Linked DNA regions of Mus musculus: regions 1, 2, 3 and 5 are each linked to region 4. The links are chromatin contacts, called in public Hi-C, HiChIP or PLAC-seq and promoter capture Hi-C maps. All regions are on one chromosome and are shown on one strand. Each heading gives the region's core, a stretch centred on a gene start, on an enhancer-like site or on the middle of the called end of the contact. The rest is flanking DNA. Distances are from core to core; before and after follow the strand shown.

The links. Hi-C and Micro-C count contacts between places; a contact is called where the count stands out from the background. HiChIP or PLAC-seq counts read pairs in DNA pulled down with a chosen protein or histone mark. Capture Hi-C pulls out chosen DNA fragments and counts their contacts.
Region 1: a contact with region 4 is called in a Hi-C map of uterus, with 4 times the contacts expected there. The contact joins the enhancer-like site here to the promoter of Mzt2 in region 4. A contact is called at or near these places in 5 of 39 promoter capture datasets (the 3T3-L1 cell line, 3T3-L1-derived adipocytes, embryonic stem cells and 2 more), 1 of 484 Hi-C or Micro-C datasets (uterus) and 1 of 115 datasets of contacts at active chromatin or transcription factors (stem cell-derived neural progenitor cells).
Region 2: a contact with region 4 is called in a promoter capture Hi-C map of pancreatic islet, with 4 times the contacts expected there. The contact joins the promoter of Efcab1 here to the promoter of Mzt2 in region 4. A contact is called at or near these places in 4 of 39 promoter capture datasets (the 3T3-L1 cell line, hippocampal neurons and liver), 1 of 115 datasets of contacts at active chromatin or transcription factors (embryonic forebrain) and 1 of 9 other capture datasets (pancreatic islet).
Region 3: a contact with region 4 is called in an H3K4me3 HiChIP or PLAC-seq map of bone marrow-derived macrophages, with 7 times the contacts expected there. The contact joins the promoter of Fgd4 here to the promoter of Mzt2 in region 4. A contact is called at or near these places in 6 of 39 promoter capture datasets (cranial neural crest, embryonic stem cells, hippocampal neurons and 2 more), 5 of 115 datasets of contacts at active chromatin or transcription factors (bone marrow-derived macrophages, embryonic hindbrain, embryonic limb bud and 2 more) and 1 of 9 other capture datasets (embryonic stem cells).
Region 5: an H3K4me3 HiChIP or PLAC-seq map of embryonic limb bud shows a contact between it and region 4, with 3 times the contacts expected there. The contact joins the enhancer-like site here to the promoter of Mzt2 in region 4. A contact is called at or near these places in 4 of 39 promoter capture datasets (the 3T3-L1 cell line, cranial neural crest and frontonasal cranial neural crest), 1 of 115 datasets of contacts at active chromatin or transcription factors (embryonic limb bud) and 2 of 9 other capture datasets (embryonic stem cells and embryonic trunk).

What each region holds. Positions count from the first base shown.
Region 1 is chr16:14,935,160-14,938,520 of GRCm38.p6, forward strand. Gm33696 (a long non-coding RNA gene) reads right to left here. Exons shown (of 3, transcript XR_384708.4): 2 at 667-700. It also overlaps a transcript of Efcab1 not described here. Among named protein-coding and RNA genes, the nearest start is that of Gm33696, 4.0 kb to the right of the region's middle. Within about 2 kb of position 1,687, at least 20 of the 459 cell types and tissues checked have an H3K27ac peak or open chromatin away from gene starts, as enhancers often do. A contact at or near this core is called in uterus, where this site is marked.
Region 2 is chr16:14,905,002-14,908,329 of GRCm38.p6, forward strand. Efcab1 (EF-hand calcium binding domain 1) reads left to right here and starts at 1,645. Exons shown (of 6, transcript NM_025769.3): 1 at 1,645-1,811. The coding sequence starts at 1,754. The region is part of intron 2 of Gm33696 (a long non-coding RNA gene); the gene reads right to left.
Region 3 is chr16:16,598,161-16,601,642 of GRCm38.p6, forward strand. Fgd4 (FYVE, RhoGEF and PH domain containing 4) reads right to left here and starts at 1,818. Exons shown (of 17, transcript NM_001301817.1): 1 at 1,618-1,818. The coding sequence starts at 1,768.
Region 4 is chr16:15,861,906-15,865,489 of GRCm38.p6, forward strand. Mzt2 (mitotic spindle organizing protein 2) reads right to left here and starts at 1,464. Exons shown (of 3, transcript NM_029354.3): 1 at 843-1,464; 2 at 493-638. The coding sequence starts at 1,018. It overlaps Gm41425 (a long non-coding RNA gene), which reads left to right and starts at 1,532. Exons shown (of 3, transcript XR_875934.2): 1 at 1,532-1,606.
Region 5 is chr16:15,051,058-15,054,702 of GRCm38.p6, forward strand. It overlaps the pseudogene Gm46561. Among named protein-coding and RNA genes, the nearest start is that of Gm41423, 61 kb to the right of the region's middle. Within about 2 kb of position 2,019, at least 117 of the 459 cell types and tissues checked have an H3K27ac peak or open chromatin away from gene starts, as enhancers often do. A contact at or near this core is called in embryonic limb bud, where this site is marked.

The DNA of each region.
Region 1 (3,361 bases), core at 437-2,936, 930 kb before region 4:
CTTTCAGATGCTTCTCAACTAACAAGTGGCTAGTAGAGCAAAATTAGTTTGGAAGTAAGAACAAAATAATTTTATGTTTGGAGTCACTCCAACATGAGGAACTGTATAAAAGATCACAGGATGAGAAAAGTTGAAAACTGTTTGATTCAACCAAATGTGCCCATCAGGTGGACAGAAGTCCTGTAATGCCTCTTACTGGCACATGCATGCTTACCTGTGGAATTCTGCATGGAAACCTTGGGAGCTACAACAGGGAGTGCTCAAGACATGCACTAATCCCCTCAACATGTCACTACATCTGCATTCATTTGCCTCCTACAGAAAAGGACAACCCTCTCTGGCCCAGTAATTTGTGGCTTGCTGTGTACCTAAGACTGTCATTTAGTCCATCAGGAAAATTTTCCTCCCTCTAATACACATTGCCTTTTGTTTATTCTGCCTCCATTTTTCTCTTCTTACCCCACTCTGCCCCAATTAGATGACTCCCACCACTGGCACATAGTCCACTTCCCAAGGGCTTGTTAGGTGAAGGGGCATTGGGATATGGAAGAAGGATACAGTTCTTCCTCTTCCCCCTCATTCAGGAAATGCTTGTCATCTATCCTCCCTCTTTGCAGTGCCAAAGTTCATTGGTGGCATGGATGAGTAAACATAAGAGCCAATCACCAGTGAAGCAGGTATGATCTTCTTCAACAGACTTCTGTGGAAACATGAATGCCTACCAGTGAAAGTTCAAGAAGACTCTAGGCTGCTGCCACAAAAATATTCCTAATATGCACATTACTGTTGATCAGGAAAGTTAGGGACACCTGTCCCCTCATTCATGGTGGAACTTTTATTGCTGAGTGCTGACTGACAGACAAATCACAGGAACACATTTAGTGCATGCTATCAAAAGCAAGCCTCACTAATGATTCAGTGATATAGAAACTCAGAGAATGAGAACCAGTATGCCCTCTGCTATTACCCAGTACCTGCATGGGAGTGGTATAATGACTACTCACTTCTTAGCATTTCCCCATCTCTCAATAAACTCACTTGTAGACAGCAACTGGAGGCTGCCCAACAATACCCTGTTGTTTATATAGAAAATGTGCATGCTTCTAAGCTGCACATCCCTATTCAGCTGGCTCATCACTTTTCAAGATCTGTCCAGTATAAGCAAACACCAGCCCACAACATGAGATTGATTTGCTGAATGATGTATGATAATCAGGAAAGGACATTGACTGAAGCCAATGGAATCATGGCAAGAAGTGTCCTACCCTGTCCATGGCATCAAGAAACAGGCAAAAAGCTGCTGCTTTTCTATTCCTTTTGTGGGTGCACATTTAGAAAACATCAGGTGGCTGGTAAGACAAGCTGGCCTCTAGGCTGTTAGCAGGGCACAGGAGGTGGAATGGAGCAGCAGGATGTGAAGCAGGCCAGGGCCTGTAGCAAGTCCCAGGTATGTGCTGAGAGGCAGGCACTGGCCCGCAGCAGGTGCAACACAGCCAGTGCCCAGCGGCCTCAGGAAAGGAAAACCTGCAGGTGCAGTCAGGACATGCCCTGAGCCTCCCCAGCCACGCGATTTTTTGAATAGCTGTCCTATCCTCATTGTCTGTCTGCAAGATTATGGTTTGCAGTGGGAGGAGATGCAAGAGAAGGAGTGGCTTGGTGGAGTCTCCAGTTCTAGAGGCTTTGATGACACACAGGCTGCTGCAGAAATTCAGGATGTCTGAGGGGGTAGAGCAGCCTGGAGGTCTGAGGGTGAGTATGTGTTAGATAACTGTGCTGAAGAAGGGGTGACCGTGGATATGCTGGCAAGCCTCCAGGCGACCCCTTGTCACCAGGGAGAATACTTCTCTTTCATGACATCATAGACGTTTGCTTTCCAAAAAGGGCTTTGATCCCAGGCCAATGTCTAGTATGTCTCTCATTGGCTTTGTGAGAAAGTGGAAAACAGCACTCAAACAAGCAAAGCTTTCAAAAATAGATGTAAACTTGCACATCCTCATCAGGGTGGCTTCTTGTTCTGAAGACTTCAGTAGCACTGAATGGGGGACAGGGCATGGGATCTCTGGGGGAAGCTCTGTGTCGCACTCTTGCTTTACTTTCTATTTTCTTCTTTTATTTTCCTTCTCTCAAAAAGAGATACATGAAAGCATATCCAGCCCTATTCAGTGCTGTTTCCTGTGGTCTGACACAGAGGAGATGGTCTGTATTTGCTGAAGAGCAGAGCAGAGCAGGCTTGGATCCTGAAGCATATCAAGATGGAAAAGATCACTCCATATCAGATCTCAGTTGAGTTCTTGTGTTCAGGCTATACTATGTTGATTCTCAGGAAAGCTGATGGGACGTGACTTTGAACACAACATAAATCAAGGGGCCAGATCTGTTCCTCAAAGTGTCACCCCATGCATCCCTGAAGGCCTGTGACATAGCACATGGGATCAACAAAAGGAATCAGAGGTTTTACTCCATCCACAACTCCATGGCTTTAAGGAGCTTCCTGTTCACTTGGGACATCAGAATTTGAAATACTCCTGAGAAAGCCTAAGAGGTCAACCCTGGACTGTACTGTGTCTAAAACTGGAATACACATTCCTTTTCCTGGAGGAAGAGCCAATTTGATGTCTGTCTTCAGGCACTATGTGTCTGGGTAAGTTAATCCAAGAGAGCCCAACTTTCTGAAAGGAAGACACCTAACCATACTACAAATGACAGGACATTTAGTTTGTTGTAAATATGTACCGGACATAGTGCCACAAGCTACAACAGTCAACTAAGAAATAACTGTAAGACTGCCTCACGGAAACTGACCAAGGGGTCACACAAGAATGAGCTGATTCTCTCAGTTCTTACTATAGCACAAGAGCGAGGGTTTTCAAAACTCCTTGCTGATCACACATTCTCAGCTAAAGAGAATTCTAGTACTCCAATCAACCGGTTGTAAAATTGCATGATTAAAGTGACTTAGGCTGAGACAGTTTTTCCTTCTTTAGAAATTTTACATACAGGTGGTGCTGCAGTCTTGGAAAGGGTGTCAGAGCAGGCTGATGCTTCTGAAAGGTGGCTAGCTACCCACTTCTGTGACATCCTGAGAAGCTTCTAGGGTTTTACTTCTTTCAGCTCACTTCAGCCATTACATTTGAACATTTGGCCTCACCACACATCAATATATCTTATACCTCCTTAAAATGGGCTTCCTTCTGCCCACAAAACTCCAACTTTACCTCTTCATCAAATCTCTCTTCCTTTATGATAACATCTTGATCTCTGCTAAGAAGGCAGAAGTCCCCTGCCCAAGCATTTCTTCCACATTAAAAAGTTTTACACTACTTATCTATGAATATTGCTAAGATCCCAGATACAATCACCT
Region 2 (3,328 bases), core at 395-2,894, 960 kb before region 4:
GGTTGTGTTTGCTTTAAAAGCTGAACAAACAAAAACAGTGAGGGCACCAAGTACAGACAGCGATGAGGAGACACTAGGCTGTGGCCTCACAATGTTCAGACTCTCTGGAAAGCAATCTCACAATTTCTAAATTGCAATCATACAGCTGCCATATGTACTAGCAATCCTAGGTGCTCATTCCAGAGAACTTAACTCTCATTCATATGAGAAATGGTCTATAGTATCTTCCCTGTTAAGAGCTTAAAACTGAAGGCTGAAGGTCTTCAGTGCATGGGTGTATAAACAGAATATGGCACATATAAATCATGGAATACTATTCAGCAATAAAAAGGCAAAATTTCCTGGATGGATTTGCAGAAAATTATACTGATGGAAAGGACTCTCAGTAGGTTATATTCTGTGTGGCTGATGTCTTATTACCATTTCAAAATTATAAAATTAGACAATTATAAATTTGAGTGATTTCAAGAGACTAGGGAAGGGTTTTCAATAGAAGAACTAGGTGTGGCTGCAAACTGACCACTTGAAGGATTCCGCATCATGGAAAAATTCTCCAATTTGTCTCCATGGCAACTTCTGGGCTGTTATGTCAGTCTATGTAGTTTGGAAAGTTGTTACTGTTAGCATTTTATCTAGGCTCCGCCCCATAGTTACCTGGCAACAGCCAGGTGTGCCTGACTCACTATAAAAGGGGCTGCTTGCCCCCTCCTTTCTCTCTCTTGCCTTCTTGCTTCTGCTCTGTCCTCTTGTCCCTTACCCTCTTTCTCCCCATTCCCTTCCCCCTCTCTCTCCATGTGCTCATGGCCAATCTCTACTCCTCTCTTTCTCCTCTTCCTCCTCCTCCTCCTCCCCTCCTCCTCTTCCTTCTCCTCCTCCTTCCTCTCTTCTCTCTCTCTCTCTCTCTCTCTCTCTCTCTCTCTCTCTCTCTCTCTGCCTTTCTCTGCCTCTACAACCCTCGCAACTCCCCTCCTTATGCCCTAAATAAACTCTATTTTATACAAAACAACAAAAAGAGTATGTATCTTTAATTAACGAACTTAAAATATGACATTGGCCTTTTGCAAATTTGACTGAAAACTCCCACTCCAAAGAAGGAGGGGGGAGAGACAGAGAGAGAGACAGAGAGAGACAGAGACACAGAGAGATCTACTTTCTGAGTAACACAGTTCAAACCGTAATTGTTCAGATTCCCTTCTGATAATTGCTTTAATTACACACCTATTTCCCTCCAGCATCCCCACAGATCTTGAAAACCTGAATCGCTCTTGTGCTCATCATACAAAACATCTATCCAGCTTGCACACCTTACTCTTCTGATTATGATGTAGTCTTGAGGGGCTGTGAACAGAAATGATGGTGTGACAAGTGAAAATAGAAATTTCCAACATGGCAAACAATACAGTCTGCAAAGTGTCAGGCTGAAACGCTGCAACTGGGACTAAATGCAGGCACAGTGTCTGTGCTGGGCAGTCAGGACTGGCAGGCTTTACTGAGCTGACCAAGAGGCCCCCTGACAGGAGCCAATCAGTGTCCCACCCAGCCGTTGCCATGGCTGCTCTATGTACAGAGGCCGCTTTCACCTGAGGCGTTGCCATGGCCACACTGTCTGTTAGGGCCGCAAATGCGCAAATGCGCAAATGCGCAGAGCCAAGCTGGCTGCACCAAGCTCCCTCAGCCTGGGGCTCCGGAGCCGGAGCGTCCTGGCACTCTGCTCCAGATGACACTCTAAGATCTAATATTATTAACACCCATCATGAACAGAAAGAAGCTGCAGAAGTTGACGGACACCTTAACTAAAAATTGCAAGCACTGTAAGTAAGAACTGAATGCAAGAGTTCCTATGACTTCTGGGCCAGATCTCTTTCTACCCAGTCTCTACTTCCTGCTTCCACCAGTAATGGCCCCTCCACGCTCCTCCTCAAGAGGATCGGAAAGAGAATCCCTTTGTGGAGTTCCAACTCCTTGGGAGGCATCCATCCTACCCTTTTATAACTGGGACAAGTTCCAAGCTGCCCGAGCTCCCTCATAGACATTCACTAAATTCAAAGATCTCTTTATTTGCTTTTAAGTTAGAGAAGCAATATGGTGTGTATCTGGGAGGCATGTGGCTTCAGCTTTAGACAGGTTGAAAAGGATGCCCCAGAAAAACACCAGAATCAAGAAAGCAGCAGAGCCTTTACTTACTTTCTGGCTCTTTCTAGAGAGGAAAAAACAAAAACAACAAAAGAAAACAAAACGCTCTGAGGTCTAAGCTCTGGAAGTGTGATAAGAGATCCATAAAGAAAACAGTCGTGCATGCATCCTGAACACTTTTAAGAAAGAGACTTGCGGTGGTACAGACACTGTCTTCCGTAGAGGCATTTCATTGAAAAGTATATTGCTCAGCAAATCTAAGACGGTAAAGAATCTGTTCCCAGTTTTAGATGCTCAATTTCCAATTCCCAATCAGGTCCATAGGTAAAGGAGATCTTGCAGGTGACCACACATGAGAGCATTGTACTCAGACAGAAAAACAGCTGTTCTTGAGCTGAGAAGCAGTGTGTGGATCATTGAGATGAGGGCAGTATTGTTTGATGTGTGAATTTAGAAGCTATGTGATGGTCGAAGAGATACTGGTCACAATGAAAATGGAGAGGTCACATCTTCAAACCAGCTCCATTGTGTGAAGGTGTGGATGTGAACTTCTAATGTAGCTCTGGAGGTTTCTGGCCTAGCACCTTTATATCATTTGTATCTGATACAATGTGTGAGAATTGATGTCACGGGGGTAGTGCCCCAACTGAAAACTATGATATACTATTATACTGTGAGCATCTTAAAATTCTCAGAAAATGGCAGTCATTTAAGGTGTTTATAAATTTGATAAGAAATTGTGTTCTTTTGTGGTTTTCCTGAAATGCTTCCATTTCTGGGAGAATATATGCTATTTTGAAAATGAGTAAAAACATTTCCAATGAATACTCACAACATTAATAACTGGCACACACAATGTTTATTTGATTAAGTCTGCTTCATAAGTACACAATTCTTCACTAACAGTGACAACAACTCAAAAATAATGAAGTAAGGGTGTTTTCCCTATTTCCAAGAGCCATACACCGTCTAATACAAAATTCAATGCCAGGCTTGAGAAACCTCCAGTTGAGTTATTGACTAGGGGAATACAAGAGATTCCCAAGACAATATGGGCCTCAGCTGTTCCCTTTGTCTTCCAGAGCTTGAAAGTGAGATCCTATTGCTGAAGATGTCATACACTCAAGAGACAGAATTCCTAGAAATTGAGCTGGAGCTGGCCTGGAAACCTCCCTGAGGCCTAGCTCTTATATCT
Region 3 (3,482 bases), core at 568-3,067, 740 kb after region 4:
AAGGGTTTCTCTGTATAGCCCTGGCTGTCCTGGAACTCACTCTGTAGACCAGGCTGGCCTCAAACTCAGAAATCCACCTGCCTCTGCCTCCCAAGTACTAGGATTAAAGGTGTGCGCCACCACTGCCCGGTGGTACTCTATTTCTGAAATTGCTAGAGATTCCCTTTGAATTTAAAAATTAGAAGGAGGGCTGGAGGAATGGCTCAGTGGTTAAGAGCACTGACTGCTCTTCCAGAGGTCCTGAGTTCAATTCCCTGCAACCACATGGTGGCTGGCTCACAGCCATCTGTAATAGGATCTGATGCCCTCTTTTGGTATGTCTGAAGACAGCTATAGTATACTCAAATAAATATATATTTAAAAAAATAAAAATAAAAATTAGGAGGAGAAGACCAAATTTAAAAATTAGGAGGAGAAGACTTCAGCAATGGATGGAAAAAAAACCAAAAAACAAACAAACAAACAAACAAAAAACCAGGATAGCTGGGCATAGTGAGTAGTAGCCTGCTTACCCAAGTGCCCTGAATTCTACTCCCAGTATGGGGGTGGGGGAATGGGGAGGGCACAAATAAATAAAAGAGCAAACAGAACCCTTTCTCCTACAAGCATAGCTGCTTTGCAGAAATAATTTATAGACTATACTGTGACTCTTGAAAGAGGATGTTTCATATTTTGATCGTCTCTTCAAAGCATTTGAAAATAAATCTAGTAACATAACAGAGGCATCAGACCAGTGTCTGTGCTGAAAACAACGGGTGACAAAATGCGATGACAAAGCAAACCATTTTCACTTAATAACATTTTCATTCAGTTTGGTGAATCACAGCTAGAACTGGAAGAGATCTCCAGAATACTTTATCAGTTTCTTACTTCTACAGGAAATGATTACAGAGGACTCTCCGTGATCCAGTTCATGCATCATCTCACATCCTGACTTATCTAACGTGAACACACACTTAACACACCATCCATCACGATTTTCTGTCATGTGCCTTCTATAGCTTCGGGACAAGGAATAGACAGCATATTTACCAGTCTCGACATTGATCATATTGATAAAAACACAAAGCTGCTTGCTCAATCATTACAAAATGAAAGTAAAGAAGGGTGAGATTTCTTTTTAAGATTCAAAATATTCAAAAACATAAACATTATCTGAGTGTTTGACTTTTGCCCTCGGGAAGGGAGCGCCAGGGAACTAAGGTCAACTGAGCAGAGGAATTTGGTGAATCTTAAACAGCAGTATATTGAAAAATAGGTTGTACAATTCCTAATAAAGCTTTTTCTAAGGGCACACCTTTAGTTTTTTAAGAACAAGCTGGCCATATTCTTGAAGCTTTGGGAGAAAGAACAAACTAACTAGGAATAGTGTCCTGCGGGGTAACTAACCTGTGAGGATCCCTTTCACAACAGAAGGCAGCCCTTTCCCCCAGGTCCTCAACAGCCAAAGGCACACACCCACACCCACTCCACTCCTAACACCCCGTCAAGCCCCCAACACGCGGCACGCCCTCCGCCAGTCCCCAACACAGGCGTCACGCCCCCAACACGCGCGGCACGCCCCCCGCCGGCCCCCCAACACGCGGCACGCCCTCGCTCCGCTCACCCACGCATTACCTGCGGCCTGGCTGGGTTGCGCGACACGGTCAAGGCGCCGCAATTGCGGCGAAGGCCTGCTCCAGGGCCGGGGGATCCCGGGCGGCAGGTAGGAGCCTGACTTCCGCCGGATGGCCACCCGCCTGAAGTTATGGTCGCTCTCGCTGTTCATGGTGGCCTGCGGTCACTCCCGCAAGCCTTGCCCCGCGCGCGTCCAGGTTGCGCGACTCCCTGCGCTCCCTCCCCGCGCAGGCCTCGCTTCCCGGGCCTGCGCTCCGACTCCGTCGTCGGACTCTCCGGCAGCGGCCGGCCCAGGCCGCCCCCGCTGCACAGCCAATCGCCAGAGTGCAGCGCGGTCCCGCCCGAGCGCCGAAGAGGCTTGGGGGGGACCGGCGTCGCCCATTGGCCCAGGGGAAGGCAGAGTGCACCTGCCTGGCTCACCTGAACCTCAGAAACGCCTCATCAGCTTACTTACCGACCACGCCCTGGGATGCTGGAAGAACAGTCTGGCTGTTACTCACCACACTTTCAAGAGCCAAAGTCTCCCAGGCTACCGCGCTGCAAACTTTAGGTAAGGAAACCCAGCTTTGAAAATGACTGAGAAGCCGGAATTCCAGATGCACCGCCGGCTCTTGGAAGAAGCGAATCAGCTTGCCGGGAGCGCTGTTCAAGCAATAAGGAAGCGCAGCTCTCACCTTAAAGGGAATAAAAGTTTCTTCTGCAGCCCTTTTGAGTAACCATGGCCCAGGAACACAGATTTAGACAACCTCAAATTCCATGTTCCAATGCGGAAGCAGTCTTAGAGTTTCACAGAACAAAGAAAGTCGTAAATCAAGGCAAGTTTAAAGTCCATTGGTAGGTATATCAGAGAGGCGGTTACCAGCAAGATGGAGGTTTTTGAATAGGCTTGAGATACTATCTCGTGACATTCTTAGCTTTGTGGTTGCTAGAAGTCATCTAAGTCAGTCAATAGATTCCAAAGGTTAGTTTAATCTGTTAGTCATGGGATGTTAGTTTTAAAGTAGAGGTGGACAAGAAATGACTGTTCCCCTGGGCTAAAGCTAGGCCAAGGTAAGTTAATTAGCCTCTGGGCTTGCAGCGTTCTAACCTCTCTACAGTACTGAAGTTCTAACCAGCCAGTCAGTCGGTGCAGACAGATTCCCTTCAGATTTCATCCACAGAATAACACTGGTTTCCAGAACAGCACAAGACCCAGTTTATCATGACCACTGTTAAAGATAATGTAGTAATAAAGTCAACAGATTTATGAATATGAAGCAGTTTCCAATGTACATTTCCACGGCAGAAAAAGGACATGACCACAGAGAAAAGACAAAAGTAGCTAACATGGTTACCTGGCTCAAGACAATAGCTTTTTTTTTTTTTAAAGATTTATTTATTTATTATATCTAAGTACACTGCAGCTGTCTTCAGACACTTCAGAAGACACTTCACACACTTCAGAAGAGGGAGTCAGATCTCCTTACGGATGGTTGTGAGCTACCATATGGTTGCTGGGACTTGAACTCAGGACCTTCAGAAGAGCAGTCGGGTGCTCTTAACCGCTGAGCCATCTCACCAGCCCGACAATAGCTTTTAAAGTCCCCTAAATACAAGAAAAGTTTGTCCTCTCTCTCTCATGAACAGACTTGCTCTCAAATCCCCATCTTATTGATTTAGGATATAGTACCTTACTTAAAAAATAATTTAGGACTTCACATTGCCCTCCTTCTTTCATCTAGACTTAGTTGCATAACAGACTACATGTAATTTTCCAACTCTACAGAGTTGTGAGATAAGTTGACTCCAGCCTTTAGAGAGGAGAGAGATGAGCCTGGGGATGCCTGCTTATCTGCAGCTCAGGAACATTTTAGCACACTTCATAC
Region 4 (3,584 bases), core at 214-2,713:
CTGAGAACTGGGTGAATCTTTCTGTCAGACCTCTACTTTTTGTCCCAAAGGAATCAGATGGCTTCAGTCCTGCAACCCAAAAAAATCCCCAGATGAGAGGTGTTCGGGCCTGGCCTGAGATGAACAGGAGCTAGACGTGGCCCTCGGAGGGGGAGGCGTTGTCTGCTCTGCTCTCTGAACACTTCCTTGAGGCTGTGTGGTAGATGGAGACCAAAGCCATGTTTATTCCTCTACCTGTGCAATGGAGGCATGATGAAGAGGTGAGAGGGAGTCAGAAAGACCAAGTCTAGCTTGCTTGGACCAGTCTTTGGTCCAGCAGTACAATCCGAAAGGTGGAGCCAACTAAAGTCCCTGAAAGGTGGATGGGTCTGCAGACCTTGGGAGGAGGCCTATAGACAGGTTGAGCAATTCTAAGACAAGCCGGCACGAGGTTCTCTACTCCTTCCCCACCTCGGCCACCCTCTAGGCAGAAGTACCCAGCCCATCTCTAACCTCGGGTCTCTGATGTGGATGTAGACAGAGATATGGGCACCGAGTCCTGGGGATCGCTTGCCAGCCGCTGCCCAGCACACATGGACTTCAGCATCTGGAAGACGGCGAGGGGAGCCACATTCAGATTCAGCAAGTCCACCAGGATCCTGGGGAAACAAATGCAGTGCTTAGCGAATACTGAAAGCCACAGGGCGGACATGCTCTAGGAGTCGCGCCAGCTGGGTCACCGTCTTGAAACCCCTTAAAGAGACACGGATATCTTAGAGTAGCAGATGCAGGAATGAGGAGTCCTAAAGCCGGCATTATCTGTAGGGAGTATGAGCTCAAAGTCCCGACCCCCGCTTTCTCACTTGAACACATCGGGGTCGATGGCGGCGCCAGCAGCCTGAGCTAGCTCGTACAGCTCCATCTCCTCGGCCCCCAGCACTTTCTTCCGCCGAAGCGCCAGCTTCTGCAGCGTTGCTGTCTCCAATCCTGTGGAAACCGCGAGTGCAGCACCACCAGCAGCAGCCGCCGCCGCCGCCATTCGTATAGCCTGAAAAGGGATCTGTGTTGGACAGAGTCTCTGCAAGTCAACAGCTCCAGCACCGAGGCGAGAGTTCCAAGAGGCCTTTACACAGTCGGTTACTTGACTTGTTCGGAACGTCTACTGTGCACAGGGCAGTGTGCTAGGCATGGGGTGGGGTGGTGGGAAGCTGATCACTGCCTGACGATCAGACTTGGACTGCTGGCTTAGGTAGCAGACCCCAGAATAGTACCTGGCATATACCGGGTACTTAGCAAATGCCTGTTGGATGACGAGTATTCACGATCTCGTGTAATTACCAGTTCTGTTGACGGTCCCTAAACAGCTTTGCTTTTAAACGGATACGCACTCCTGTCCCCCGACCCCGAAATACATAAACTTGGGGAGTAAAGAGCAACTGAGGACGTCACTGCGCACGCGCCTTGTGGCCAACTGCTTCTGCACTTGATTGGCTTTTGCTTTTGCAGGCGCTTTTCCCGGGAGGTTGAGCCGCTTTTCCCAGTAGGCAGGGGTGTGGCCTGACGCGCAGCTTGATGACGCTATTTCCGGGTTGTGTGTCTGGATAGCGGCGTCTATTTCTGAAGATAGGTAGGATGGTCATTTTGAACTCAACACGTTAGCTTGGCCGGTGTGTTGAGAACTGCAAATGTTTGGCCGGTTACCATGATTGTCACTGCCATCGGGAAAGAGTGGACCGGGGGAGCCGTCCAGAAGTGCCTACACAGTGAAAGGGGACCAGGAGGGGCATCTAAAATTTGTGCGGGGGCACTCTTGGAGATATTTTGTCTCCTGATGCTTTGTCCATTTTACATTACTAGTCTTTTGCATATGTGTGTGTATCCGTATGTGTATGTTTGTTGATTGGTGTTTTTATTTTTTCAATTTGTTTTATTCTGGCTTGATTTTTTTTAAATGTGCCTATTTGCTAGAAAAGAGAGGAGGGAGAGAGAGAGAGAGAGAACTTGAGAAGGTAGGGAAGTGGCAAAGTTCAGGGAGGAGGTAAGGGAGGGAAATCATGATCAGATTATAGAGTATGAAAAAATATTTTCAATATAAAAATATATTGGGTGAATAGTCTTCATTCTTAGGGGAAAACGTATTCATTACCGGGAAGGGGAGAATTTAGAGCATCTAGTCAGTTCTCAGCCTTCCTTCTTTCTTCCTTATACTGAACACAGCTTCCCTGGTTCTGCACTTCCGGTCTTCATATTTGGTGAACCTTTGGCCAGTCACCAAGGTCCAGATCTAAGGACTAAACACCATTTCCATGTTGAATGGTGCGTCTGTCACAGTGAGGACCATGGTGACAGTAAGCTGCTGGTGACTGTGAAGAGCCAGTGTGGGCTGTGGGGAATGAGTCTGGCTCCAGGAGCAGACATTACAGGATGTATGTGCATCTAATCTGGCACCTGCTTCCCAGGGTGGAACATCAGGTGCTTGTTTGCAGGATTCCAGAATATCTCAGGTTTTCGCAGAACTGTGGCCATGATGTAAATGTAGGGCCTCCCTGCCTCATTAGTTTATTGTAGGATTGATGGCTCCAGGAACCAGCTCCTATTGGTCAGAATGCCCAAGAGTACAAACTGGAGGCAAATCGAAGTGAGGCACAGCATCATCTCCCTAGCCAGACAACTGTTACCTGCATGCCATCAGCTCTGCCTGTTTGTAGGAGTATATCACCTCAGGTCCATGGATGGCCAGTGTCCATTCATAGAAGGAAGGTCAAGGTAGGGTCATTGGACCCTCACATAAGTCACTCCGCCATTTTCATATAATTCTGACATAATCATACATGGCCTCAACTTTAGGAAAGTCCAGAGGACTAAATTGCACAGACTTAGAGACCTTAATAAAGGGCTCTTGTACTAATACGCACTTAAAAATTCAAACATTTATGTACACACAACATGCTCATACAAAATCTCTCTCTCTCTCTCTCTCTCTCTCTCTCTCTCACACACACACACACACACACACACACACACACACACACTGTCTTGGCTAGTGTTTTGCCAACACGACACAAGATAGAGTCATCTGGGAAGATCCTCCATTGAGAAAATGACCCTATCAGATGGCCTGTGGGCAAGCCTGGGGTGCATCTTTTTTTTAATTGATGACTGATACCAGAATGCCCAGGTGACTATGGCTGGTACCGCACCTGGGCATGTGGTCCCGGATGGTATATCAGAGCAGGTTAAGCTAGCAATGGGAAATAAGCCAGCAACATTTCTCCATGGCCTTTGCACCAGCTCCTACCTTTGTGTTCTGTCTTGAGTTCAGGCCCTGATTTCCACAGATGATGGATCACAACTTGTGAGATAATATGAGCCCTTTTCTCCCCAAGTTGATTTTGGTCATGGTGTTTTATCAAAAGAATAGAAGCCCTAACTAAGGCCCATATTGTTACGTATTCTTTCACACTGTTATACTCTCAGATGCTCACATGTGACTCAGTGTCATATACATTCACAACCATGTTGCATGCAAGTATATATTCTCACACTTGAATGCTTACATGCCTGCATGCTCACACTGCACACACAGTGTGTTAAACACACAACCT
Region 5 (3,645 bases), core at 769-3,268, 810 kb before region 4:
TCCTCCTCCTCCTCCTCTTCTTTCTTCTTCCCCCTCCTCCTCCTCCTCTCCTCCTCTTCCTCCTCCATTTTCAGGAGAGAGATAACAGAGGAAGAAGAAGAGGAGGAGGAGGAGGAAGAGTTCTCCCAAAGCCCAGAAACAATCTACTACACAGTTTTCATTGCTATTTGCCATTTTTCTGAAAAGGGAAACACTAAGGTGATACTTTTGAGAGAAAAATGAACAAAATGAATTTTTAATTTTTTAATCTAAAGATTATACTTGTGATGTGTGTTGTTAGGTTGCTTTTTTTAAAAACCTAGGTGAAGTTTGACAAATTAAATAAGTCTTGGTGTAATTAAATTTATAAGCACAGAGGAAAATGTTAAGCTTTATTAGCTGGGGAAAGAATGTGGCTCCTTAGTTGAAGAGGCAGCTTACAAAGACAAAGGAGATAAGTTTATGGGAGTTAAATAAACACAATATTTTATATTATAGACCCAATGAATCCATTTGCAATGAGTCTAAGAGTTGAAATTGGCTTACAGGATTTTAGTCTCTCCTGGAACACATGAGCAGATACAAGGGCATGCATGTGGTTCCTGGTTCTTTTTCCACTTCAGCACATGTTGCAAGCAAGCTCTGCAGCCCTAGACATTCCTGGATTCAGTAACCAGCCTGTGCAGAGCGGGAAGTTGCGAAGAATGTGTTTAGGCAGAAAAAAATGCATGGGAAGTCATACCCAGAAGAGGTGGGGAAAGGATCCAGCCATGAAGTATAGCCCACAGGACGACAAGTTTTATAGACTGGTTGATGTTGCCACTCTCGCTGGGTTACATTTTGGAGATGTATGCATTCCCTGTGGCTGCTATTCTTCCTGAGCACGCAGAAGCCAAGGTTTACACAAACTAAACTTCCTTCTTTAAGTACCACTTAGTTAACCAGGAACATATTAATTAGTGCAAATTATTGGCATGCCAGAAACGCCTACAGATTAATATTTCAGGAATTAGAAGCCCAGCTGAGCATGAAAATGAAAAGTTGGGATTGGCGACAGAGACAGAGAGAACAAGGATGCTTCACAAGAGGGAGAAACTCATATATCTTTCTGATAATTGGGTCTCTAGAGGCCAGAATCAAGTCCATACATTGCCACACACTCTTGGCATGGCACAGATTTTCCTATGTGGCCCTGAAAGTACACAAAATTCCTCCTTTCTGTGATTCAAGGTAGCTCAATTCTATAGCAGGAAAATATAAATGATTTAAGCTCCTGTTGCGAAAACCAGGTTTTCAGAAGTGAGTTTCAAGGATGACCCTGACCTGAAGCATGCTTTTGCCCTTCCCAGGAGCAAAAGGCCTTTATTCCTGCACAGCATTGCACCCTTACTGCTCAGAATGGAGCTACTCTTTGGGCTTTCGTGACTTTATCCTGTTTGGTTCCTTGAGCATCTCCAGAATCAGAATGGACACCCTGTAAGGCTAAGGGTTGGAGAAGTATGGTGCTAATTATCCAACTACCCCACTCCCTAAGGCCCTGTCCTCACATTCCAAGCAGGCTGGTCACTAGGACTCCCATTGGGTTCCCACAAGTTCCCACTGGGACCCACCGTTTTCTGGACAATCCTAGAATCCCGGCTCTGGCTGCCTTCTGCTCGCTATCTAGGCAGTTGTAGCTCACCCACCCCTGAGTGTCCCTGAAATCCCTAAGCCTTGCTCTCACAAGCCTTACACTCCTACCTTGGTTGAGTCCATGCCCTAATCCTTCCTCAAAAAGACTTCAGCTATTCTCTCTCCATTCTCTTTAAATTGAGTGTCAGAGCCCTGCCAGGTTTGCTAAATCTAGCGCTCACTTTAGGCCAAGCCCCACACGGGTTCGCCCCACCCCCAACCTCAGGCTCTCCCCTCTTCCTACCCCCAGGCTCCTGCCTTCCCCCATCCTCCCCCCAAGCAGTGCTCCCAGCCTGCCTATCATCTTGCTCTAATTGTTTCCAGATTCGTGTGGGAGGTCAGGGCCCGGGAGTGCTGCTTCATGCCAAGTTTATAAACAGAGCAGTGTTTCCAGATGGCCGCTGGCTCCAGCCTGGCGAGCAGGTTGATTGGGACCAGAATAACAACAGGTGGAGCGCAGACAATGAGTTCCTTGACACATATTTACTCCCTTGGCGTTTTCTTTCCTTGCAGCCTCCACTCCATCTGCTGTAGCTGCAGAGGTGGACTTCCACAGCATCAGGTCGGGTGGAGGCAGCGGAATGCAAAGGAAAAAAAAGTCATTTCCCTGGAGAGAGCACAGGCTGGGGGTGGGGAGGTGGGAAGGTGGGGGACGAGGGTGTGGGGAGGGACCTATGCCCCTAGTGGACCCAGCTGTCAGTGAACTGGGGACAAGGAGGTGTCTTTCCTTCAGAACGGATTATGGGAACTGCCTTAGGATTTTTTTGAAAGGGAATGACCTAGAGACCTAAACCCTTGTTATATGAACTCAGGGAATGAAGGAAGCAGGCTGGCCTAGCGGTTGAACCGCCAATGGCCTGCCGAGGAACTGCGTGCAGCCCTGGACTCAGGCTACAGGAGGTCTCCAGAGAAACACAGGATCGTGCAGGGGCCTCACAGAAGCATTTGTCCCCAAAGTCCTTAGACCTGAGTCTAAGTCCAGATAGAAGAGCCTGTCCAGTTGGAATTGAAATCATGAGGTATCCGTGACAGCAGGGGCAGGCTAGTGCAGGGTGGAAAGCTGAGAGTATAGGTTTACAGTCCCTCCCTCAAAAAAAAGAAAAAAGGAAAAACGAAAAGAAAAAGGGGGGAAAAAAAGGCACCAGCAAAAACCAGTGTCCCTGAAAGTAAGAAACATAAATATCAGAAGTAAGTTTTAAGGGCCTCAAAGTTAAATCTAAATTATCTCTGTGTCTTTTGACTCTGACTTTCTGCTTTTAAAATGTAACCTGATACTAGGGCTTTGAAGCTTGGGATCCACAATGGGGCTGTGCGATTTATCTGAACTGACAGGGCAGGGCCGAGGCCCTGCTCATCCGCCCCACACCCCACTTACTACACTCCACAGCACTGCTGCACTTTAAAGCATCTCCAAATGCCAGTCGTGTAAAATAAGGCCACACTTGGTATTTCTCCTAGTCAGGGCAGAATCTTTACACAGGATATTAATCCATATTTCTTTAATTACTTCACTACATTTTTTACAAAACACTTATTGAGGTTTTTCTCTGAAAAGCTCCAAGAATTACATAAGGAATTCTTAAGAAAAATAAACATGTCTTAGACTAAAGAGCAACCAAAAAAAAAAAAAAGAGAGAGTTAGAGGGAATACATTCACAACAGGGGACCTAAATGGAACTCCTGGAGAGGGAGACAGGGCAGACCGTTGAGACTGGTGCAGGAATCTGCTCACATTCCAGCCCTATAAAATCACTGAGCAAGGGTTAACTCAAATCCTCTGCAAGGATGGTTTACCCTGCAGAAGCATCTGTGGATGAATCTGAAAACTTGGCGCCCTGTCATTCCAACAGGTGCCCTGTGCAAATACTGTAGCTCTCACCAAACTCAGAAATAAGCAGAAAGAGTCTTGTTTTTCATGAATAGTGGCACAATGAATACTCGTACAAAATTACCATGCTCTGGAGGAGCAAGGTCTGCCCCCAAAATGAAATGGCA